Linked DNA regions of Zea mays: region 1 is linked to region 2. A link is a contact called in public Hi-C data. All regions are on one chromosome and are shown on one strand. The core of a region is the stretch at or near the end of the contact, and the rest is flanking DNA. Distances in the headings are between cores, read along the strand shown. Region 1 holds the start of LOC100279038 (Nucleobase-ascorbate transporter 3). Region 2 holds the start of LOC100274516.

Region 1 (5,171 bases), core at 2,574-5,073, 150 kb after region 2:
TCTCAAGCTTGACATATGTGTCTCTACTCTATCTCTACTCCAGAGCTCATCACCAGCATCACCGATCACTGAGCTCCTAACATTGTTGTTCATCACATTGAGATTCACATATATCCTAAAATTGAGCTTTACTGAGTTTGTCTGTTCCTCTTCTACTCTTTGTGCTCATTGAACACACAAAAACCATGTTGGAGTTCCAAGCATATTGTACTACAACTCCTATGATAGAACTTTGAGCTCGTGTGTGCACCACCGTTCCCATCGGCGTAGGCCATCGCTACTTCAACAAGTGTGTGGTCGAGTCCAACATGAACCCCTCATCCCCGTGCACACACATTTGGGGAAAGTCTATGTCGAACTGACCCTTATAGTCTTATGCTTTGTGCTACTAGGCCTCCATCGCGTGCTACCGTCTTTTGCACTTGTCTCACTTGTCAACTCTTGCTCTTGCCACCTTGCACGCTTAGGGCATTGTTGTGATATACCTCATCAAAAATACGCTTATGGTCCTCCGAATCCACATGTAGAGCGGGCTCGCATATGCATACCATCTTTCTTATCTTTCATTTTTACTTCGTTTAAAAGAGTTAACTCAGAGGTGCTATAGTTAGAGTTTTTACTTCACGTAAAAGAGTTAACTTAGAGGTACTATATTTAGGTGACAAAGATTATTAGCTAGTAGTGTCATCAATCACAACCATGTATGGTCCAACTTAATAAAAGCTAATAATGGGTTAGACCCCCTTAAGGGCTGATTTGGTGGACATGTAATTGGAGGGGATCCATAGGGGAGTAATCCCCTCCCTATTCAAATTTGAATAGGGAGGGGATTCCTCCCACATGGATCCCCTCCAATTCCCTATCCACCAAATCAGCACTAAGGGTTGTCCTCAACAATTGACCACACGTACATACTAAGAATCCAAAACCACTTCTTGGTACATTGCGGCGCCACTCTTATTACCCCTCCATGGACATATATGAGTGTGCATTATACCCTCTACAGGCAATTTATAACATAGTACACATATATGTAATAATGGTTGATGCTCTAAATACCATATGTAACATCATGTGTCTAAAACTTGCTTATATCCTAACTCCTTACATGCAACAAGACTGCATAAGTGTAGCACTTCTCTTACGCTTTTGTTCTCGCTTTGTGTAAAATACTAAACATGGAGATACTACATTTGAAACAAGGATTATAAATTGACCTACACCGTCCTAAATTTCCATGGTGATATAAGCTAAAGAGTTAAATGCACTAAAGATTCATTAACTTATGTGTGGATTTTAATTAGTTCTATCGAATCTAAAAAACTTGATTTTTTGGGTCCATAAACTTTTTAAGTGGTTGATCGTAAGTCTATACCCTCTTGTTTGGCTCTTAGATTAAACTTCCAAATCAATACACTTTTAAGGTGCTCTATCCTAGGTACATAATCCTATGTTTGGTTCTTAGATTTGATATGGCATGTGGAGTCAACAGCCAATACGACATAACATTTGCCAAGCAAATGCTTGTGCCTCGACCACACTACCCTCCTTTTCGCCGTTTGAAGCTTGACATATGTGCATCTACTCTAGAGCTCACCACCACCACCACCATCGAGCTCCTACTATCATCGTTGTTCTTCGCCTTGTGCTTCACATATTATCCTAAAAATGAGCTATACTGAGTTTGTTTCTTTCTCTTCTACTCTTTGCGCCCATTGAACACATAGAAACCATGTTGGAGCTCCAAGCCTATTGTACTATAGCTTCTATGATAGAACTTTTGAGCTTGTGTGCATCGTTGTTCCCATTGGTATAGGCCATCACCATTCAACAAGTGTGTGGTTGAGTCCACCGCGATCCCCTCATCCCCTGTGCGCACACATATGAGACAAGTCTATGCCAGACCGACCAATTTTGACAAAATCTTATACCTTCTGCCCACTTTTAATCGTTAGACAAAACATGCATGCTTGTGGCCAGCCCGCTACTGGTCTCCATCGAGTAGATTAAAACCACCCTCATGCATGGGTGAGTGATGAAGCTCACATTCCCATCCATTATAGATGAGAAGTGCTCCATTGGTCGAATCAACTCCTCTGTGCCATACTTGGGCCTATGCTGATTTAGGGAATAAAGAAGAGGAAGGATATGGCTATCTAGAAATGCATATCGCAACATCTTCCTAGTGTGCCCCCTATAATTGTATTGTATGTTTCGTGCCACTAGGCCTCCATTGCGTGATACCGTCTCCTACGCTTGTGTCACTTGTCGACGCTTGCTCTCACCATCTTGCACGCTTAGGGCATGTACAACCCCATTTAATATGGGCGGACTTGAGCATGTGTCGTCTGACCCAACCAACTCAATCTGGCCCGCCTAAAAAAACCTGACCCGACCGACCAATACAACGGGCGAGTACGAGCCATTTTTTGACATTCAATAATTTACGACCTGACACATGCCATGATGTTTTTACCCAAAACGCGAAAAAACTTGTCCTAAAGCCAAAAAAACTCGACCCGACCAATACAACGAGAGAGTATGAGCCATAGGTTTTGACCTGCAATAATTTATGGCAGGACACGGGCCATGAGTTTTTACCCAAAACCCAAAAAATCTGTCCTAAAGCCAAAAAAACCCTGATATGACCAATACAATGGGCGAGTACGAGCCATAATTTTTGACCTGCAATAATTTATGGCTGGGCACATGCCATGCTTTTTTTACCCAAAAATCGAAAAAATCAGTCCTAAAGCCAAAAAACCTGACCCAACCCGACATGTCCAACAGAGAGGCACCAACCAACTCGACCCGACACTAGGCACGAATCGAGACACGAGCCATGCTAAACAACCCATGATTCGACCTTAATCTGACCCGACCTTACATTTCAATAGGTCTAAATATGGGGTCTCTTGAGAGGCCTATAGTGGTTAACTAAAAGAAGTATAAGGGACATGATCTATGCGAAGAGCTGGTCTCTGTACAACTCTCTATACATATTATCTCTTAACTACATTTATAATTTAAAGACTCAGAGTTATATCATACGATATCTTAGTTGCCTCTTATATTTAGAAAATTGGTCCGAGAGCTATGAGTTGTATATACCCCAGATAATCCAGAGAATGAAGGAACGAGAAGGGAGACATGAGAGACTTATTACAAATTTCGTGTCATGCGTGTTGTTGGCACTTTTATCACCCCCTTTTCATATGTCAACGCTCACCGACATATTGGCAATACAGAAAACATGTACTACTAGTAAATTACATCGTAGGCGTCCAATTCTACTTTATTTTTATCGTGACGTGTAGTGTACGGTGTGTTACTTATGCTATGGTTGGTTGGTAGAGTCACCCTATGCTTCATAAGATGATGTATCATGAGTTCATCTCATAAATTTTGGTGGAATCAATCCATTCCTCATGTATATACTAATTATTAGCTTATGAGGAATGAGGTGGTGATGAATCAACTTATTTTATTCCACAAACCAAATAAAAAAATAAGGAGTGAGAAGAAGATGTACCACCTCATCTCTCAAACCAAACACATCCTTACTAAACCTATTAATCCACTTCCAAAAAATAAGTGAATCATTTTGTTGTTTTTTCTAATAAACAAAATTACCGTGTTAGGAATATGAAGTTTTCCGGAACAAATTGAATGTTATTTATGGTTAAAACAAAACCATAAGAAAGAGAATGCGCACCGTCTAATAAGGTCGTGTCTAGCAATTCACCTTACACAAAATATTATTTTATACTGTTTTGCATCATATAATGCACAGTGTACATATATTAGTTACCCTTTTATATGGTAATTTGCTGGAAATAGATTAAGAAGGAACATGCTTTTGTGTGGACTGGACCCTGAAGTAGTGAGAGCAGAGCAGGGACAGGGAGACACCTTTCGACGGTCACTCAGAGCTAGCTAGCAAGCGGCCAAAAACTCACACCTCATCCGACCTGGCACGACCACCCCACGGATCGAAAGTGCTACAGACACTAGCACCGTTCAGAAAAAGCTGTAACAAAGAGATCCGTAGGGCAGTGACACCCAGGACAGGGTCGTGGGGTGTTCATCCTTGATTGCCACTGCTAGCTACTGATGAGAGGGCGTCAATCACACAATAAATGTGTTCTTTTCAAGGTCTCTAGGAGACTAATTAAAAAATATAAGAAGCCAGTTTTTCGCGAAGAATTGTCTCTACACGACTCTCTATATATATTATTTTCTGCATCTAGGTTTAGAGTCTCTGAGTTGAATCATATAGTTTTTTAACTGTATCTTATACTTAAAAAATCAGGGTTGTACATACCATCCCTGTGTCTGGATGATCCAAACACGCCGTCCAACGAAGAATGCCCGTGGTGCACAACCGTGAATGAAGGTCAAGATTCAAGAACCAGAAGGTTCTCGGGGTTGTTCGCTTGATTAAAGCCAGTTATTTGGACTTTTGTATCTATAATCTATAGAGACAAAAATATTATAAAAATAATATAGGGACTGTGTTCTACGAGAAAAAAAGGAAAGGAAAACAAGAACTAGTACTACACCAATCTCAAACAAGTCGGTCGTTCTCGGACGTACTCCTACTGATGATGAGACTGAGAGACATGAGGGAGGAGGAAGCGGCCTGCCTGGAACTGACCCACCGTCACCACTGCTGCCCTGCCCACACAGCGATCAATGCTACAAGACACCCTCACTCACCATCCTGGGAATCTGCTGCATTCAATACTCCCTTCCCCAAAACAAGAACTGTCAATGCATGCAGTCCATCCAGCCCTCTCTCTCTCATCAGCCGTCCTGCCCAGCCCAGATCCACCCCATCAACCAGCAGGTCCAGTCCAGCCATCCAACTCCAGCACAGAACGAGAACAGCACCACTGCTGCTGTACTGCTTGCTGTTCGCCTCCCAGCAGTGGAACACCAGCACTTCCCCTTCAGCGTCCAGCCGTCGACCGAGCACACGGCCAGAGCGGTGCCTCGCTTCTGCTTTGGACGCTTGTGATCCAGTAGAGTAACCAGGAAGGAAGCAAATCAACACGGCTGCTAAAAAGAAACCGGCGATTAAACCAGGTGTAAAGTGGTAGTACTAGCCTACTAGGTGTTTTCGAATTCGCAATCTTCTCCTGATCCCCCCCCCCCCCCCCCCCCCCGCA
Region 2 (4,917 bases), core at 495-2,994:
GGTAACACACATTTCCCTCACTCTGAATATAATGATACTGGATTACATCCCTACATACACTGGACTTAGTTTAACTTTTTCAGACTGTATTTGGCATTATTGTTATTTAATTTCACTAACTTTATCAGCAATGGATTCAGACTATATCATTAATTTTACATGCGCATCTCAGGAACTGCCGGCTACCATTGTCTATTTTTTGTACCATAGAATGTATTTACACCAGCAATAACAACAACCAGTTGTGAATCAGGAAGCAATGATATACAGCCCCACGGTTTTAAAGTCGTCCGACTAATCGCGATTAGTCACAATTAGTCGGCCTTATCGCCGGAGTAAGCACGATTAGGGGCTTCGACTCGACTAGGGTGACTAGGAAGCGATTAGTCGTCCTAGTCACTGACTAATCACGATTAGTCGCCCGATTAGGGGTTATGTCCGACTAGCTTATATCTGTTTTGGGCCAGTAATTCGCTCTCTGTTCTATGGGCCGGCCCACCATCTTTGCAGAAAGTAGAAAACTTGTGTTGCCCTATCTGTACCACAGTAGCCGTCGTCCCTTCTCCAGCGCGCAGCTGCGCCCCCTCGGCTCCGGCGGCCCTCTGCTCCGGTTGTGCCCCCTCTGCTCTAGTGCGCGGCTGCTGCAGAGGCCTCTGCTAGAGCCGATCCCCTCTAGTGTGCGACGCTCGCCTCTGCTTCAGGTCCCCACCGGAGTCCACCCTCCAGTGCGCGTCCGTCCTCCACTAATCCATTCCACCTCCTCCATTAGACTTCTTCAGAGTGAATCAGTTTAGACTTCTTCTGAGTTCACAGTTCAGACTTTCAAAGTCTGTTGTTCTGCTACAGCTATAGTATATTGTTTTACTGCTGTCCTGCTACAGCTATAGTGTATTGCTTTATTGCAGTCCTGGTACAACTATAGGACGACTAGGCTCGACTAATCACGATTAATCACCTTCTCGGTGCTCAGGCGACTAGAGTCGACTAGCCGACTTTAAAACCTTGTACAGCCCCAAAGGTTCAAGTAGGAAGCAAGAATAGTGTACAGCATAATTCCACTACAAGAACATAACTCCTAACACAGCTAACAGCAGGTGCCAAGGAATACAGGGAGCCACGCGAAAAGTACGAGTGTTCCACCATCGCTGGATAACAGATTTTCTGGAGCAATATCATGCAGAATTGAGAGTCAGTATAAGTAAGCAGGCCCTAATATGAAGCGGATTTCCAAAGTGGCACAATGCTCAACTGAAATCACAGGGCACAACTAATCAGCTGCATTAACATCAGCCATTTCAACTTAGCCGATGCAACTTTGCACGACGTCAAACAGCGAGATCCATTTTTTTCTCTCTTTACTTACAAAGGAGGCAATCCCGACTGATCAGGCAGCACCGTACCTGCGGCGGGCGGAGGAGACGGACACCGAACCGGTCGAGAGCGCGTGCGGCGAGGGCCTCGGGCGCCGCATCGGCATCGCCGGTGTAGACAGCGCAGGGGAGGTCCGGGCAAAGCTCCTGCACGGCGCGCACCGCACACCAGAGCACGCGCTCGCCTCCGCCGCCGTCGTTGGTGTACGGGTGGAAGAAACCGGCGGCGTATGCGGGGTGGCGACAAGAGATTAGGAGGCGCCGAAGCGCGGCGGCGAAGAGGGCGGAGAGGACGGCGACGAGGCCTACCAAGATCGCCATGGACGCGACTGCGAGTCTAGTTGGGCTCTCCCGAGAAGAGAGTTAATTTTTTTAACGTTTGCAGAGCTTGGCCCATGGGCCAAGAATTGACTTACAAAAATAAACTTATGCAAAAGCATCTCCAAATAGTTATATAAACAACTCTCTAAATATGAATTTAAAAAGTTTTCTAGAAAAACTCTTATTCAACAGTTATGTAAATAAGATCTCTAAATTTACAAAACTCCCTACAAAATTCAATTTCATTTCTACATTTATCAACCTCGTCAGGCATCTCTAAATCAATGTTAGTGCTAAGTGAAAGGGAAATAGGGTCAAACCTTTTCCTAAATGATTTTGGTGGTTGAATTGACCAACACAAATAATTGGACTAACTAGTTTGCTCTAGATTACATGTTCTACAGGTGCCAAAGGTTCAACACAAACCAATAAAAAGTTAAAGTTAGGGTTCAAAAAGAAAGGAGCAAAACCAACCGAAGGCTGCCCTGGTCTGGCGCACCGGACTGTCCGGTGTGCCAGGGAGATCAACTCTGAACTGCTCAGCTTCGGGTTTTTGGAGAGCCACTCCGCTATAATTCACCAGACTGTCTGGTGTAGCAACGGACTGTCCGGTGTGCCATGCGGAGCAACGTCTATTGCGCCAACGATCGTCTACAAAAGTAAACAGTGAACGTGAACAGTGCGCGTACAGCGCGCGCAGAGTCAGAGCAGCACCAGAAGGCGCACCGGACAGTGAACAGTGACTGTCCGGTGCGGCACCAGACTGTCCGGTGCCCAAATCTGTCAGAGCTCCAAAGGTCGAAACCATCAGAACCCTAACGGTTGGGTGACGTGGCTGGCGCACCGGACAGTGTCCGGTGGCGCACCAGACTGTCCGGTGCGCCCATCGACAGACAACCTCATCAATCTTAGCATTTGCCATGATAATATCTCCAACCTTAGAAATGAGAATGCAAAATTAATTGCTAAGGTTGAGAAGTTAAATGTTTGTGATGATTCTCTTGTCAACCTCAAAAAAGATAATGCTAGTTTGACTTCTAAAATTGACAAGTTGAATAAATCACTTTCTAGCCTTAAGATTGAGAATGATAATTTAATTGCTAAGGCTAAGGATTTAAATGTTTGCAATGATTCTATTTCCAATCTTAGAAATGAGGATGCCATGTTACATGCTAAGATTGATGAATTAAATGCTTGCAAACCCTCTACATCTACTGTTAGCCATGTTTCCATTTGTACTAGATGTAGAGACATTAATGTTGATGCTATCCATGATCACCTAGCTTTAATTAAACAACAAAATGATCACATAGCTCAACTAAGTGCTAAAATTAATGAGCATAACTTAGAAAATGAAAATTTTAAATTTGCTAGAAGTATGCTCTATAGTGGGAGACGCTCTGGCATTAAGGATGACATTGGCTTCCAACAGAGAGACAATGTCAAGCTTAATGCCCCTAAGAAATTGTCTAACTTTGTTAAAGGCAAAGCTCCCATGGTTCAGGATAACGAGGGCTATATTTTATATCTTGTTGGTTATCCCGAACATAAGATTAGGAGAATTCATTCTAGGAAGTCCCACTCTGGCTCTCATCATGCTTTTATGTATAAGAGTGAGGCATCTAGTTCTAGGCAATCCACTCATGTTAAATTGCCTAAAAAGAAATCTCCTATTGCATCAAATGAACCTAATGTTTCTTTTAAAACTTTTGATGCTTCTTATGTGCTCACTAACAAATCAGGCAAAGTAGTTGTCAAATATGTTGGGGGTAAATACAAGGGGTCAAAGACTTGTGTTTGGGTACCCAAGGTGCTTGTTTCTAATGTGAAAGGGCCCAAGACCGTTTGGGTACCTAAGAACAAGGCATAAACTTGTTTTGTAGGTTTATGCATCCGGGGGCTCAAGTTGGATCATTGATAGCGGGTGCACAAACCACATGACTGGGGAGAAAAGGATGTTCTCCTCCTATGAGAAAAACAATGATCCCAAAAGAGCTATCACATTCGGGGATGGAAATCAAGGTTTGGTCAAAGGAATTGGTAAAATTGCTATATCACCTGACCATTCTATTTCCAATGTTTTTCTTGTAGATTCTTTAGATTATAACTTGCTTTCAGTTTTTCAATTATGCAAAATGGGTTACAACTGTCTTTTTACGGATATAGGTTTATTGTCTTTAGAAGAAGTGATGATTCAATAGCATTTAAAGGAGGAATAGAGGGTCAGCTATACTTAGTTGATTTTAATAGAGCTGAACTCGACACTTGCTTAATTGCTAAGACTAATATGGGTTGGCTCTGGCATCGCCGACTAGCCCATGTTGGGATGAAGAATCTTCACAAGCTTCTAAAGGGAGAGCACATTTTAGGACTAACAAATGTTCATTTTGAGAAAGACAGGGTCTGTAGCGCATGCCAAGCAGGAAAGCAAGTTGGTACCCATCATCCACACAAGAACATCATGACGACCGACAGGCCGCTTGAGCTACTCCACATGGATCTATTCGGCCCGATCGCTTACATAAGCATCGGCGGGAGTAAGTATTGTCTTGTAATTGTGGATGATTATTCTCGCTTCACTTGGGTGTTCTTTTTGCAGGATAAATCTCAAACCCAAGAGACTTTAAAGGGATTCTTGAGACGAGCTCAAAATGAGTTCGGATTAAGGATAAAAAAAGATTATAAGCGACAATAGGACGGAGTTCAAGAACTCACAAATAGAAGGCTTTCTTGAGAATGAGGGCATCAAGCATGAGTTCTCTTCTCCCTACACACCTCAACAAAATGGTGTAGTAGAGAGGAAGAATAGAACTCTACTTGACATGGCGAGGACCATGCTTGATGAGTACAAGACTTCGGACCGGTTTTGGGCGGAAGCAATCAACACCGCTTGCTACGCCATCAACCGACTCTACCTTCACCGAATCCTCAAGAAGACATCATATGAACTCCTAACCGGTAAAAAACCCAATGTTTCATATTTTAGAGTCTTTGGTAGCAAATGTTTTATTCTTGTTAAAAGAGGTAGAAAATCTAAATTTGCTCTTAAGGCTATAGAAGGCTTTTTACTTGGTTATGACTCAAACACAAGGGCATATAGAGTCTTTAACAAGTCCACTGGACTAGTTAAAGTTTCTTGTGACATTGTGTTTGATGAGACTAATGGCTCTCAAGTAGAGCAAGTTGATCTTGATGAGCTAGATGATGAAGAGGTTCCGTGCGTCGC

What was found. Hi-C and Micro-C count contacts between places; a contact is called where the count stands out from the background.
Region 1: a contact with region 2 is called in a Hi-C map of ear, with 1.8 times the contacts expected there. The contact joins the promoter of LOC100279038 here to the promoter of LOC100274516 in region 2. A contact is called at or near these places in 2 of 25 Hi-C or Micro-C datasets (ear and tassel).

What each region holds. Positions count from the first base shown.
Region 1 is chr1:166,454,950-166,460,120 of Zm-B73-REFERENCE-NAM-5.0, forward strand. It overlaps LOC100279038 (Nucleobase-ascorbate transporter 3), which reads left to right and starts at 3,824. Exons shown (of 15, transcript XM_008663185.4): 1 at 3,824-5,090.
Region 2 is chr1:166,303,408-166,308,324 of Zm-B73-REFERENCE-NAM-5.0, forward strand. LOC100274516 reads right to left here and starts at 1,745. Exons shown (of 7, transcript NM_001148873.2): 1 at 1,401-1,745. The coding sequence starts at 1,691.